2 separate regions of the Sus scrofa genome follow, and region 1 is linked to region 2. The links are chromatin contacts, called in public HiChIP or PLAC-seq maps. All regions are on one chromosome and are shown on one strand. Each heading gives the region's core, a stretch centred on a gene start, on an enhancer-like site or on the middle of the called end of the contact. The rest is flanking DNA. Distances are from core to core; before and after follow the strand shown. Region 1 holds the start of VTA1 (vacuolar protein sorting-associated protein VTA1 homolog). Region 2 has its middle 150 kb from the start of ADGRG6.

Region 1 (6,208 bases), core at 957-3,456, 270 kb after region 2:
CATTTTTTATGAATTTAACAAAAGAGAAAATTCATTCTCATAAAGAAGCAGATGAGAATGGAAGCGCTGTCACAGCAAATTCACTGAAGTCTTTAAATTCCTTCTGCTTATAAGCTAAACCCATCATCACTTATCATCAATTAATATTTTTAATAATTTTTCTTGGCTGACATTTTAATTAGGTCTGCCTCAAAATTTGTTTTAAGACTAGAAAAGAATCTGTCACCCATCATTAGAGTATTCACTTACCCAGTTCCTGACCATTTTTATTTTTACTGCTGAGCCTTGATGGGAACTCCTCCTGACCACTTTTAAAGTGAAATCCCCTCCTCACTTCCTACCGCCCTACTCTTGGTACTCCCTATTTTTTCCCCTGCTTTATTTTTCTTATAATTTTTTAATATTCTATATAATATACTCATATTATTACTTAATCTCCCCACTTCATAGTAGATAAGTTCCATGAATACAGGAACTGTACAGCCACAGTGCATAGGTAGAATTCAATAAATACAAACTGAATGAATGACTAATGGTCCCTGCTTGAGGTACCTGAAAAACAAGTCTAATGGAAAATGCTGTTAAGATTTGAACAAAATAAGGTATAGCCTTAAGAGTAATTAACTTACGGTCTACAGAAAAGGTGACATTTAAATTAGAACCTTGGAGTTCCCGTCCTGGCGCAGTGGAAACGAATCAGACTAAGAACAATGAGGTTGAGGGTTCGATCCCTGGGCTCACTCAGTGATTCAGTGGGTTAAGGATCCGGCATTGCGATGAGCTGTGGTGTAGGTCTCAGACGTAGCTCAGATCTGGCGCTGTCATGGCTGTGGCGTAGGCCCGCAGCTGCAGCTCCGATTAGACCCCTGGCCTGGGAACCTCCATATGCTGTGGGTACGGCCCTAAAAAGGACAAAAGATACATACATACATACATACATAAGAACCTGAATCATGAAGAGTTCTCCAAGTGGAGAAAAAAGGCAGACAACCCAAGAAAGGGAAGAGAGCAGAGGTTTGAAAGGGCCTTGCATATTTGAGAAATCAAAGCGGGAGACACCTGGCGTATGGCAACGATAACAGTGGACAGTATTTTAGCTAATCTTATAATGTCCACAACAGAGGACACATTATATTGAGCTTCTCAAAGCTAAAAGTCCTTTTCAGAAACTTTATAGTTGTTTGGTCACTTGTTTTATATGCAATTAAGTTAGACTATGTAATATAAAATAAAGTTTACTGGACCTACTATCTTCACTGCAAAGGAAAAAGTATGAACAAACTTAATCTGTGTGTTTCATCAACTGTAGATTATGTGTATTACAGTCAACCAAAGTGAGAATACTGCTACCAAACGTCTCAGCCCCAGGTATTATTCAAAGAAGTTAAAACCAAAGATCCTCATTAGTGGGAAAGAGTAGTCTGGATGCAAAAGGAGGAATGGTCTAACCCAAGTGCTTGTTTTGTAGCAGCTACTCTTCATTATGAATTTGTGAATGGACTTGCATGTTGTCACAATTAATCTGCACTTATTACTATGTTCTCAATCAATTCATCTCCCTTTTGTCCACATCACTACTGTCTTTAGGACACTTACCTATGTTTTAACCCCAACTCAATTACTTAACTACTCAGATTAATTCCAGGATATTCAGGGTATTTTCAGGAAACCCTGGTGGGGGCTGGAGGCTCTCGGACGTCCATACAGAAAGAAAACCTTAAGAGCTCATGAGCCTATGTGATCAGTTTAAAAATATTTAAGCACAAGACTGGAGAGCTGGTGGCCACCGCCGTGCTTTTGAAGTTTTGCCTTTCTGGGGCTTGCGGGGTTCCAGAGAGAATGTGGGGATCCCTGAGGAGGGCGGGGCCCTAGGGATTCCCACAGAAGGTCAGAGGGTCAGAGGTCAAAGCTAGGTCTAAAGCCAGGGGGGCGGGGCCTTGACTTAAGAACCAAGAGGCAGTTTTGTGGGCCCGGGAGGGTAATGAGGGCCGCGGCGACACGGACAGACTCACAGTAATATGCCACCACAGGGTCCCGCTTGTCATGCTCCTGAGCCGTCCTCAGATGATGCTGAATGCTCTTAAACTGCGGAGGCAGCGGGGGCAGCGGAGCAAGCGCGGCCATCTCCACCCCAAGAACCACCACTTCCTACTCGCGCGCCGCCGACACTTCCGCTTCCGTCTTCGGAGGGCGCGCGCAAGCACGGGCACAGCAAGTCCCGCCCATTTCCCTGTTGCTCAGCAACAGCAGGTCAATTACGGGTTCCCAACAGGGACAGCCTCCGCTTGTCTGGCTCGTAGCAGTTTAGTGCCCCGAGGAGGCTGAGCAGCTTCGCGGTTAAGCTGCTTATGGCACCAGCGCTCTCTGCTGGCTGCTGGCAGAAGGGAAAAGAGATTGTTTTATTTTCTTTGTTTCCACCCTCGACCCCCCTTTTGTGTCAGAAGATAGAAAGGGAAAAACAAAAAGAAAATAATGATTGTTAATTGGCAGAAAGGGTAAAGGCGTGAATTGCCTTTGGCATCATTCAGGAATTTTCTCTTCCAGTTCCTCAGGTTGTACTAATAGAGTCCCTAGAAGCCTTTCCAATTTTAGAAACTTTAAATGCAATTCTTGCGTAAGATGAGAGATGATGTGTTTAAAATGTTGAATTACACTTTTTTGTGTTGACACATTGGATAAAATAACCAGCCGCTTTTTTAACTTAAATACTAAACACGTTAAGCTTAAAAAAAAATTGAACTTTTTTTTTCTGAGCTGGTTACCACAAACACTAGTGAATGAATAATTTGTAGGTCGGTAGTTTCTGGAGAGTGATGAACTATTTGCAAAGTCTTTTGACAGTTATTATCTTGTGATTGCACAGATAAGGCGTTCAAATAATAATTCTTGTTCAATGCTGCCGACTCGTACTTTGTAGGTAGGCATCAACTTTTCCCATCACTGTTACCATCAGTGACATCAATTATTTTTCTCTCCTCTCCATCCTATAATTTTTCAGGACTTTACTCTTTATTTACCTCCTCCAATACCCTTCATCTTTATTTATTTTATCTCAGTCCCCAGTTTTGAGAGTTCATCTTAAAACTAATTTTCATGGAAATTGCACCATCTCAAAGAAACAAGATCTCAAGCTCTGAAATTTCCATCTGCCTATTCTCTAATCCACACTCCACCCATCCTATCCCACCCGTGACCTCAGCAGAACCTGCTCCTTGTCCTGTATAACCTCCAGTCCACATCTTTTGTCTATCCATGTTTGCAGACTACATCATCTTATCAGGAGGCTGCCTTTTTTCTTTTTTTTGCAATGAACTGAATTCTGTATTCTCCCCAATTTCAGCAACACATTCATTACCACTTGAGAACGTGTGTACTGTGGACTGAATATTTGTGTCTCCCCAAAATTTGTGTGTTGAAACTGAATGCCAAAGGTGGGGCCCTTGGCATATGGTTAGGTCGTGCACACAGAGCCTTCATGAATGAGATGAATGCCCATATAAAAGGGACCCCACAAGCTAGACTGTCCCTCCACCATTTGCAGATACAGGGAGAAATCAGCAGTCTGCAGCGTGGAGGAGGGTCCCACCAGAACCTGACTGTGCTGGCACCCAAATCTTCACCTTCCAGCTTTCAGAGCTGTGAGGAACAGGTTTCTATAGTTCATAAGCTGCCCAGTCCGTGGTATTTTGTTGTAGCAGACCGAACAGACAAAAATAGTATTTCTTTCTCCTTCTCTATTCCTACTATCCAGTCGGAAGTTGCTGAGTTGGTAGAGAAATTAATGAAGCAAAGCAGAATGGCATAACCATAAATGTCATTTCTCTGTCCTTATGACTTCTCATTTATTATTTTCCTATTCTTGATTCTCAACTATGGTTGTCCTTAAAGTTCACCCCAGAAATTTTTTAAAAGCTCCTATCTAGGGAGTTCCCGTTGTAGCTCAGTGGTTAACCAATCTGACTAGGAACCATGAGGTTGCCGGTTTGATCCCTGGCCTTGCTCAGTGGTTTAAGGATCCCGCGTTGCTGTGAGCTGTGGTGTAGGCTGGTGGCTACAGTTCCAATTAGGCCCCTAGCCTGGGAACCTCTAAATGCCACGGGTGCGCCCTAAAAAAAACAAAAAGACAAAACAAACAAACAAAAAAACCTCCTGTCTAGGTCCTATTCCCCACCCCTGCCCCCGGGGCATTCAGATTTAATTGCTCTGGGTTGGATCCTAAATATCAGTATTTTTTTTTTAAGTGTTCAGGAAATATTAATGGCACATCCAAGGTTGAGGGCCAATGCTCTAGTGAATCACCAGTACAGGGCTAATGTTTCTTCCCTACTCTCTTCCAGTCAGATCCTCCAGCCTGATTGCCTTGGTCAGAAAATGCACTTCCTGCTGTTGAAATTAAGTTCAGCCAATATGAATTGTTTAACCTACCCCCTGCCACAACAAAGTAAGAGTAATTAGGTAACACTTTCCCCAACATCTACTATGTATCAGGCATGTTTCTAGCGACTTTACATCAGCTCATTTAATCTTGACCATAACCCTGTGAAGAAGATATTATCATTTTCATTATTTTACAGATGAGAAAAATAAAATAGAATTTATGTAAACTATACCAGGTCACAGCCAGTAAGTATGAGTTTGACCTTAAAATCTAGGTACTTTGGTTTCAGAGCCTGTGAACCTACGGCTGCTACTTGACTTTAATGCCACTCTAGACCAATATATCTTTGTATTTTATATTTTCTCAATTTCATCATCTTTTGTCTGAAAATCAAATGTTCCTCTTCCTAGTGAAAGCTGTACCTTCCTATTATTCTCCTGATCTCTCCCTCCAGGACTGGAGGTTGCTCAAAGTACCTTTCTCAAATGAGCATGAATCTTGAGCGTAACTTCTAGGAGAGGAGGGACGAAAAAAAGAAAAAGAAAAGAAAAGAAAAAAGAAATGGTTAGAATTAGTTTTTACTCCACCTGCCAACACATTCTTTCCTTTTTCTAAGTACTGTACCCCTTTACCGGATAAGATGAGGGAGAAAAGTAACAGAAACATTGTTAACATAGCAATACATGGAAATTATGCTATGAAACAAAGTATGTACTAAGAGACTAAGCTAAGTTTTTCTGGTTAGTGTCTTACAATTATGAATTTACTGGCATACTTTACTATGAAGAAAGACCTAGATTCTCTTCCCTCTAACTCTGATCAGTTGGTGAAAGATGTGACATCACCCTCTAGGCTGTGGCTAGAATCTTGGCAAGTTAGGTTAGGGGAGGGCAGACACAGGGGGTGGGAGGAAACATAGGGAGAAGAAAAGGGAGAGAGACCAGAAATAACTGGTGTTTTGATGGAAAAGGTTAAATGTTTTGCACCATTCCCTGGACTCCAGCAAAACTCATCTCACAACAAAACTTTCTGTTCTAATTATGGTCACAACTATTTCGGTAGGAAAGGACAGGGTTCAACTAATGTAATCAGGGTAATGTATCTTTTGGGTATGCTCTATATGGTAAAAATTTGTTTTCCAGTACATGAAACTCACATTCTGATGGATTAGCATCCCCTAAAATAGAGAATCTTTTCCCCTTAACTGTCCAGCAGGAGACTGAAAGAGAAGACGCTGATGTCTTGGCCAAGCCTGTTTACACATCCATGGTTGACACAGGGTCGGAGGTAAAAAATTGCAGTTTATTTTTTCACCATGGATATCTGGTTGTTTCAGCACTATTGAATTATACTGGAGAATTTTTTTAAAAGCACACACACACCTATATATATGTGCTGAACTATTTTTGGTCTCTGTTCGTGTAAGCAATAGATTTATGCACATGCCAATACTACACTGTTTTGGTTATTGTAACTTTTTAGTAAGTCTTGAGAGTACATAAGGTAAGTCATCTACTTTTATTTTACTTCTTCAAAATTATATTGGCTGTTGTAGTTCTTTTATATTTCCATGTAAGTTTAAAAACAGCTTATTGTTTTTACAAAAGCTTGCTGGGATTATGACTGGAATTGTACTGGATTTACATATCAATTTGGAGTGACTGATATTATAAAAGATTAAGGCTTCCCAACCATGAACTCGGTTTATTGTTCCACTTATTGAAAATTTCTTTAATTTCTCTCAGCACAATTTTGTAGTTTTCATTGTACAAGTTTAGCAGTCTATTGTAAAATTTATCTGTGTGTTTCATACTTATGAATATTATATCA
Region 2 (6,424 bases), core at 1,898-4,397:
ACCTGAGATGCTGAAGCATGAGTAGAAGCAGAGAGATGGGGGAGAGGGGTATGTTTGCTTGAAATAGGAAATATGAAAGAATTCTGCAAATGAAGTCTTGTCTCATCACTAGGAGGTCACATGTTCTCAGCTTCCACTTTCCTTCCCATTGCATTTCAGCCATTGCTCCCCTGGCCATTGGGAGCCACGACCTTAATCACATGTGCATGGTAACAGGAGTTTTTCCCCTCATGCCACAAATAAACAAAATGCCAACACTCAACCCCTCCTTCTTTTTCTCCTCTCGAGCATGCATTCCACTGTCTTGGTCCTTTTTGAGGGCATTTTGGACCCAGTAAGTGATAGAGACTGTGGCTTCTATTATTTTTCTCCAATAAGTATTGTTTTCTTCAAACAGTGTAATTCACAATAGCAACAGATGTATATATTGTTTTAAGCACCGTTCTGGAGATATACCTGAGAATATAAGACAGAAAAGGTCTTCAGCCTCATGAGAAAAAGAGGTGACAATGAACAGATAAAGAAATAGGTGAGGAGTTCCTGTTGTGGCTCAGTGCTAATGAACCCAACTAGTATCCATGAGGACACAGGTTTGATCCCTGGCCTCACTCAGTGAATTGAGGATCTGGTGCTGCCGTGAGCCATGGCGTAGGTCACAGACACGGCTTTGATTCTGCATCACTGTGGCTGTGACATAGGCCAGCAGCTGTAGCTCCAACTCCCAGCCTGGAAACTAGCGTGGCCCTAAAAAGAAAAAGAAATGGGTGAAACATTACTGATGTGATTGGTGTAATGAAAGGAATAAATACAATACATTAAACCAGGGGTCATTAACCTTTATTTGTAAATGTAAGATAGTTTAGTAGTTTTAGACTTTGCAACTATTCGACTTGGCCATTAGAGCACCAAAGTAGCCAGAGATGGTAAATAAATGAATGTCTAGCTATGTTCCAATAAAACTTTATATTAAAAAAAAGTGGGTGTTCCCAACATGGCTCAGCAATGATGAACCTGACTATTATCCATGAGGACATGGGTTTGAGCCCTGGCCTTGCTCTGTGGGTTAAGGATCCAGCGTTGCCATGAGCTGTGCTGTAGGTCACAGACGCAGCTCAAATCCCATGTTGCTATGGCTGTGGTGTAGGCCAGCAACTGCAGCTCCGCTTCGACCCCTAGCCTGAGAACTTCCATATGCCGCAGGTGCAGTACTTTAAAAAAAAAAAAAAAGTGGATAGTGGGCTGGTTTGGTCCCAGGGTCAAAATTTTCCAATCCCTGTGCGATGGAATAAAGCACACTCTATTCTGGACACTTTAGACAGAGTGGTCAGAGAAGACCTCTCTGAGGAGAAAGATTTTAGCTGAGACGTTAGGAAGTGCCAGTGTGTTCTGGGAAAAGAAGCAGCAAGCATGAGCATTCCCAAGCATGGCAAAGGCCCGGGCTGTTCCAGGAACCGTCAGGAGGCCAGTGTGGTTGGAGTGTGGTCAGCAAACGGCAGATTCAGGTTGGAGGGTGGACGAGCAAGGCCATGCAGGCATTTCAGGTCAGCGTGAGGAATTGAGTGGTTCTCTCAAGTGCAAGGGAGAGTCACTGAAGGGCTTTAAGATTGGCGTGATATGACCTAACAGACAACTTAAAGGTCACTCAGGCTGCTGTGTGGAGGAGTACGAGGTGACAAGAGTGAGGAACCCCCCCCCCCGGGGGTGTTGGCAGGACTCCTGGGAGAGACCACTGCAACTTTTACCTGGTATTTACATACCGTTGTTACCTATCCTTCCTAGGAAATAGTTACTGTTATTATCCAAAATTACCATTTAGGAACCAGAGTAACTTGTCTGGAGTGATGAGGCTGGGAGGTAAACGCAGGGAGACTAGTTCTCAGGTCTGCGGTGGTCAGCCTCCCCTAGTCCTTTGACCTTAAATTGCCCTTCCCATCACTGCCTGTGATGTGTGTTTGCGTGGTTTCCAGAACCTTTGGCTCCATGCCCTGTGATTCAGCAGTAAGCCACACCACCTTTGGCTCTGGGCACTTGTCACAGCCAAAAGCCTGTGTGTTTGATGCCTAAATGCAGGGCAGCCAGTGTGCTCCATGGGCAAACTCCTCACCTCCGAGAGCGGGTGCCAGGGGACATTCTCCACTGAAACCTGGCTGAGTGTGTGAGAGAGGACGGTCCAGCATGAAGATAGTGTCGTCATTCAGAAGAAATTGAGTTGCAAATATTTAAAATGCTGTAAGTGTCACTTTTTCTTTGTTCTTCGTCACTGATTGCACCTGTCATCACCTTCAGGATCTAGGGTTTAGTTTGCTCTGGTTTTACCCAGCAGCAAGCACTCTTTGAGATGATTACTCTCCCACACCAGATTCAGTGCATTTGGGGAGCGATGGATAATTCGAGATGGAAGGTCTTTGCAAGATCTCTCAAGGGCGGTATTTTTCGAACTCTGCTCTGAGAGACTGAAGAGTCCAGGGGAGAATGATGGAAGCTCAAGAGGAACAAATCTCTTTCAACTCAAGCACTTTCCTTTATGTATTGAACTCTTGGATAATATTTTTTAAAAAATAGATTCTTTTGGTAAAAATGTTTAAACTGACTTACCTAATCCAATGCCTTCATTTTTTTAACAGAAAAGTAAACTAAAGCCCAGAGAGATGGAGTGGTTTGGTTAAGAATCCACGACTGTGGCAAGACTAGAACTTGTCACTTGTCACTTGTTCACTTCAGCCCTGAACTTGTCACTCAGAGAATCACTGCAGTGAAATGTTAGAGAAAATGTTGGGTCAGCTGACTTGCATCTAACTATTGCCAGTTGTGTGTTTAGGCAAATGATTTTGCCTTCCTTAAGTATCCTTTTGTATGAAAAGATTATAGTTGTCTTTTTTTCTTTTCACTGTAACATTTTCCCTTAGATATGACTTTCAAGGAGTTGAGAAAGGGGGAGATGAAATTTTAAAAGACAAGTCCCTCTTCTTGCTCGGACATGTTACTACACTGGGAATGTTCTCCACCAGAGCCGAGTTAGTGTCTGTTTATTTACCAGTGCAACCCCAGAGTCTGAAGAAGAACCTTGCACACAGTAAGAAATTCGTAAACATTTGTTCAGATCTCTGAAAATTGAACAACCCACCTTGTGCTAACGGTTCAGTAAACTGTTAATGATGCAGTGCCACCTGCTGGCAATGTGCATAATTACAGCGGCATCCATGAGAAGGGAATCTTGAGGGACACTTTCCTTTTTATGCTTTTGCATTGCTTCCACGGTGTTTAAAGAAAATATTGTGGGGACACTTTCCATTTTTTACAATAAAATCAAAATTTTGATCTCTTTAGACAAGAAAACCTCTTCATTTTCGTTGCGAAATGACAAAACATGTACCCTCACCTAATCTGAGAAATCTCAGCAAGCCTGGGAAAAGGCAGGAAATGAACAGATGGACCTGAGGGAGAAGGAACCCAACAATGGTGAGGGGCGCCCCCCTGTGGCCATTCAGAGCCTTACCTACAATGAAGGGTGATGTGATCCGCGTTCTTAGACAATTTAAAATTAATGGTGAGATTGCTGCATCCCTAGAAAAATCCCAAGTCTTATTTGCTATCATGCTGTTCCTTTAGAAACAAAATCTCCCTGAGCATGTATGACTTCCCCCCACCGTGTTTTAACACAAACCCTTGTGAGCACAATTTGTTTATTAGAAGTCAGGATAAGTTGCTGCCATGTGGGATTTTTCTGGGCCTCGAATTTGTCCCACGAAATATGGATTGTTCTAGAGAAACCCTAAGGTGATTACACCTCTGGAAACCATGAAATCTAATAAGCATTTCAGCTTTCCTATTCTCCCCATCCCTTCTTTCTCTGGGTCGTAGTACCTGTGACTATGAGAATTTACATGGCATACGGGACTTTGCAGATGTTATTAAATTAAAAATCTTCAGAGGGAGAGATTATCCTCAACTCTGCAGGTCAGCCCAATGTAATTACAAGGATCCTTAAAAGTGGGGGAAGGAGAGCCAAAGTCAGAGAAGGCAATGTGACAACAAAAATGGAGACAGGAGTGATACGGTCACAGCCAAATGTGGGCATCCTCTTGAAGTTGAGGCAAAGAATGGATTTTCCTCTGGAGCTTCCAGAAGGATCCAGCCATGCTAAATTCTTGATTTTAGCCTAGGTAGACTTGGTTCAGACTTTGGACCTCCAGAACTTTAAGAAAACAAATTTATTTTTTAAGAGAACAAATACATTGTTTCAAGTCACTAAATTTGTGGTAATTTGTTACAGCAGCAATAGGAAACTGATACTGCATTTATCTTTAATAAACAAAGATTTTGATCTAATCATCATGCTGACACATGTCACAAAATTAATCACTCCTTAATATCAAATACTACATTCAAATTTTATAACCCTACTCACCATGTATTGTCATCACCTGTTTGATATACTCGCTTTCCTCACCAGGCTGTGAGCTTATTGTCAATAAGGGTTGGTTCTGTTCAGTATTGCATCTCTTATAGTGCCCAGGATGTAGCATATTGTAGATGCTTTATAAGAGTAGGTGGAACTGAAATAAATGACATTAGTAATCTCTTGGATGTGAAACTTCTGAAAAGGCAACTTTACTATGATAACCATCTATACCAAGTCAGAAAGATATCACACTATAATGACAAAGTCATTACTGATTGATTGATAACTATATGATCGTTGTTTTATGTGTATTTTTTAAGTGTTATAACAGCTCTGAGAAATAGGTAGTATTATCATAGAGTTGGTCATACCGAAAGTCAGAGATTGGTAACTTGATAAATATCATCCAACAGGTGATTAGCAGGGACAAGTTTCAAATCTTGGAAACATCTGCTATGAACCACCTCTCTTTCTTGATGAATAGCTGTTGCTCAGAGAGCTGAAGTGTGCAACAAAAATAGAATGGGTAGTGATGGGGGACCATAGATGCTTAGGCTAGAATACCACTTGCTCTATTTCCTGTGGCAGAATCATAGGCAGAGAGAATACCTGAGTCCAGGCAAATTAGAATATGATGATTAATATTTAATGATACATGTCACTTAGTTCCTGAGCTGAGATTGAGTAAGCATGAATGTCATACACACACACACACACACACACACACACACACACACAAATCAGCTGCAGAAAAAGCAAAATGAAACCTTTAAAAGCCTGTAGTGCAATATGGTTCCTAGACATCAACTGGATTTTTCACTTCCTGACTTGCTCACTGTGGGAGGCTGGATTGTGCCTCCTGGAGATATCTAGGTCCTCAATCCTGAGACCCATGTTTTTATCTGGTTGAAAAAGATGAGGCTCAGCAGACAATTGTGTCAATCATTACCATCAACATCATTATACTCATAGGAGCAGAACCTGCCCTAAGGGCTTTACACATATTTATTCAATTAATGCTCACGTAACTGTATGATAAAAATATTACTGTTTTCACAGTTGAGGAAACTAAGCCTAGATTAATTTGCCATGTCTTGGTGTGATTGGGACAGTCCTGACTTGTGCCTCTTATTCTGGTGTCATTCTTGATAGCTTTGTTTTATACAAAGTGTCCCATTTGGAAAATATATTTATGGTTAACTTAGGCATAACCAAAATCCAAACCTATGCAATTGGCTCCCTATCTCCTGCTGATACTCTCTAAGAAGTGCTATATGCTTCTGACATGTGCAGTGAATGAATGAATGGTTAAAACACAGTTCCTGCCTTAGAGAACCTGACAGTATTAACAGAGGGAGTGAGAAAAGCTCACAAATGACTATTGTACAGGGAGAAATTGAAAAGACAAGAAGGCTGTGGGTGTTTATGAAGAGAGAAATGACATTTTCTTGGTAGTACATACAAGGAGGCATTTAAAATGAAGACCATTTAAAACAGCAAGAGCATGAGAGAACATTCCAAGGCAGAGAGTGTGCAGTGCACAGAGTCAAAAGTAGGCAAAGGGCAGGACATATTTGGAAAACAGCTCAGTTGGGTCATGGATCTGAATATTATGGAGAGTCTGGGAGTCCAGGGAAAGGACCTTAGATCTAATTTAGTAGGTAATGAGGGATACCTACAGGCAGATGGTGCCAGCAGAGCTTCAATTTAGGAAAATTAATCAGGTTGCAGTGTGCATGATGGTTTGCTGCACATACCACCTGGAATACTCAATGAAAAGTTAGTCAAATGAATTACAGAGAATATGGCTTTACAAATTCAGAAGTAAAAAAAATGAGGCATGTAGAATAGTTCTCCATTCATGATGCTAAAATGTCATGATTTTCCTGAATTTTGAATAGTACCCCGTGGCTAAAATGACAGGAAACATAGTATAAGGGAGAAACAGGGTTCAAAGAAGTTGGAAGTCAGTGGCAGGACCACATCACCTCCTTCCATTCCCATTATGTTAGCTTTTTAAGA

Evidence for each region. HiChIP or PLAC-seq counts read pairs in DNA pulled down with a chosen protein or histone mark.
Region 1: a contact with region 2 is called in an H3K27ac HiChIP or PLAC-seq map of alveolar macrophages. The contact joins the promoter of VTA1 here to the enhancer-like site in region 2. A contact is called at or near these places in 2 of 5 promoter capture datasets (fetal liver and liver), 5 of 47 Hi-C or Micro-C datasets (embryonic fibroblasts, epiblast stem cells, mesenchymal stem cells and 1 more) and 2 of 2 datasets of contacts at active chromatin or transcription factors (alveolar macrophages and skeletal muscle).

What each region holds. Positions count from the first base shown.
Region 1 is chr1:22,921,655-22,927,862 of Sscrofa11.1, forward strand. It overlaps VTA1 (vacuolar protein sorting-associated protein VTA1 homolog), which reads right to left and starts at 2,207. Exons shown (of 8, transcript XM_021087275.1): 1 at 2,013-2,207. The coding sequence starts at 2,124.
Region 2 is chr1:22,647,989-22,654,412 of Sscrofa11.1, forward strand. No RefSeq gene overlaps it. Among named protein-coding and RNA genes, the nearest start is that of ADGRG6, 150 kb to the right of the region's middle. Within about 2 kb of position 3,148, at least 9 of the 83 cell types and tissues checked have an H3K27ac peak or open chromatin away from gene starts, as enhancers often do. A contact at or near this core is called in alveolar macrophages, where this site is marked.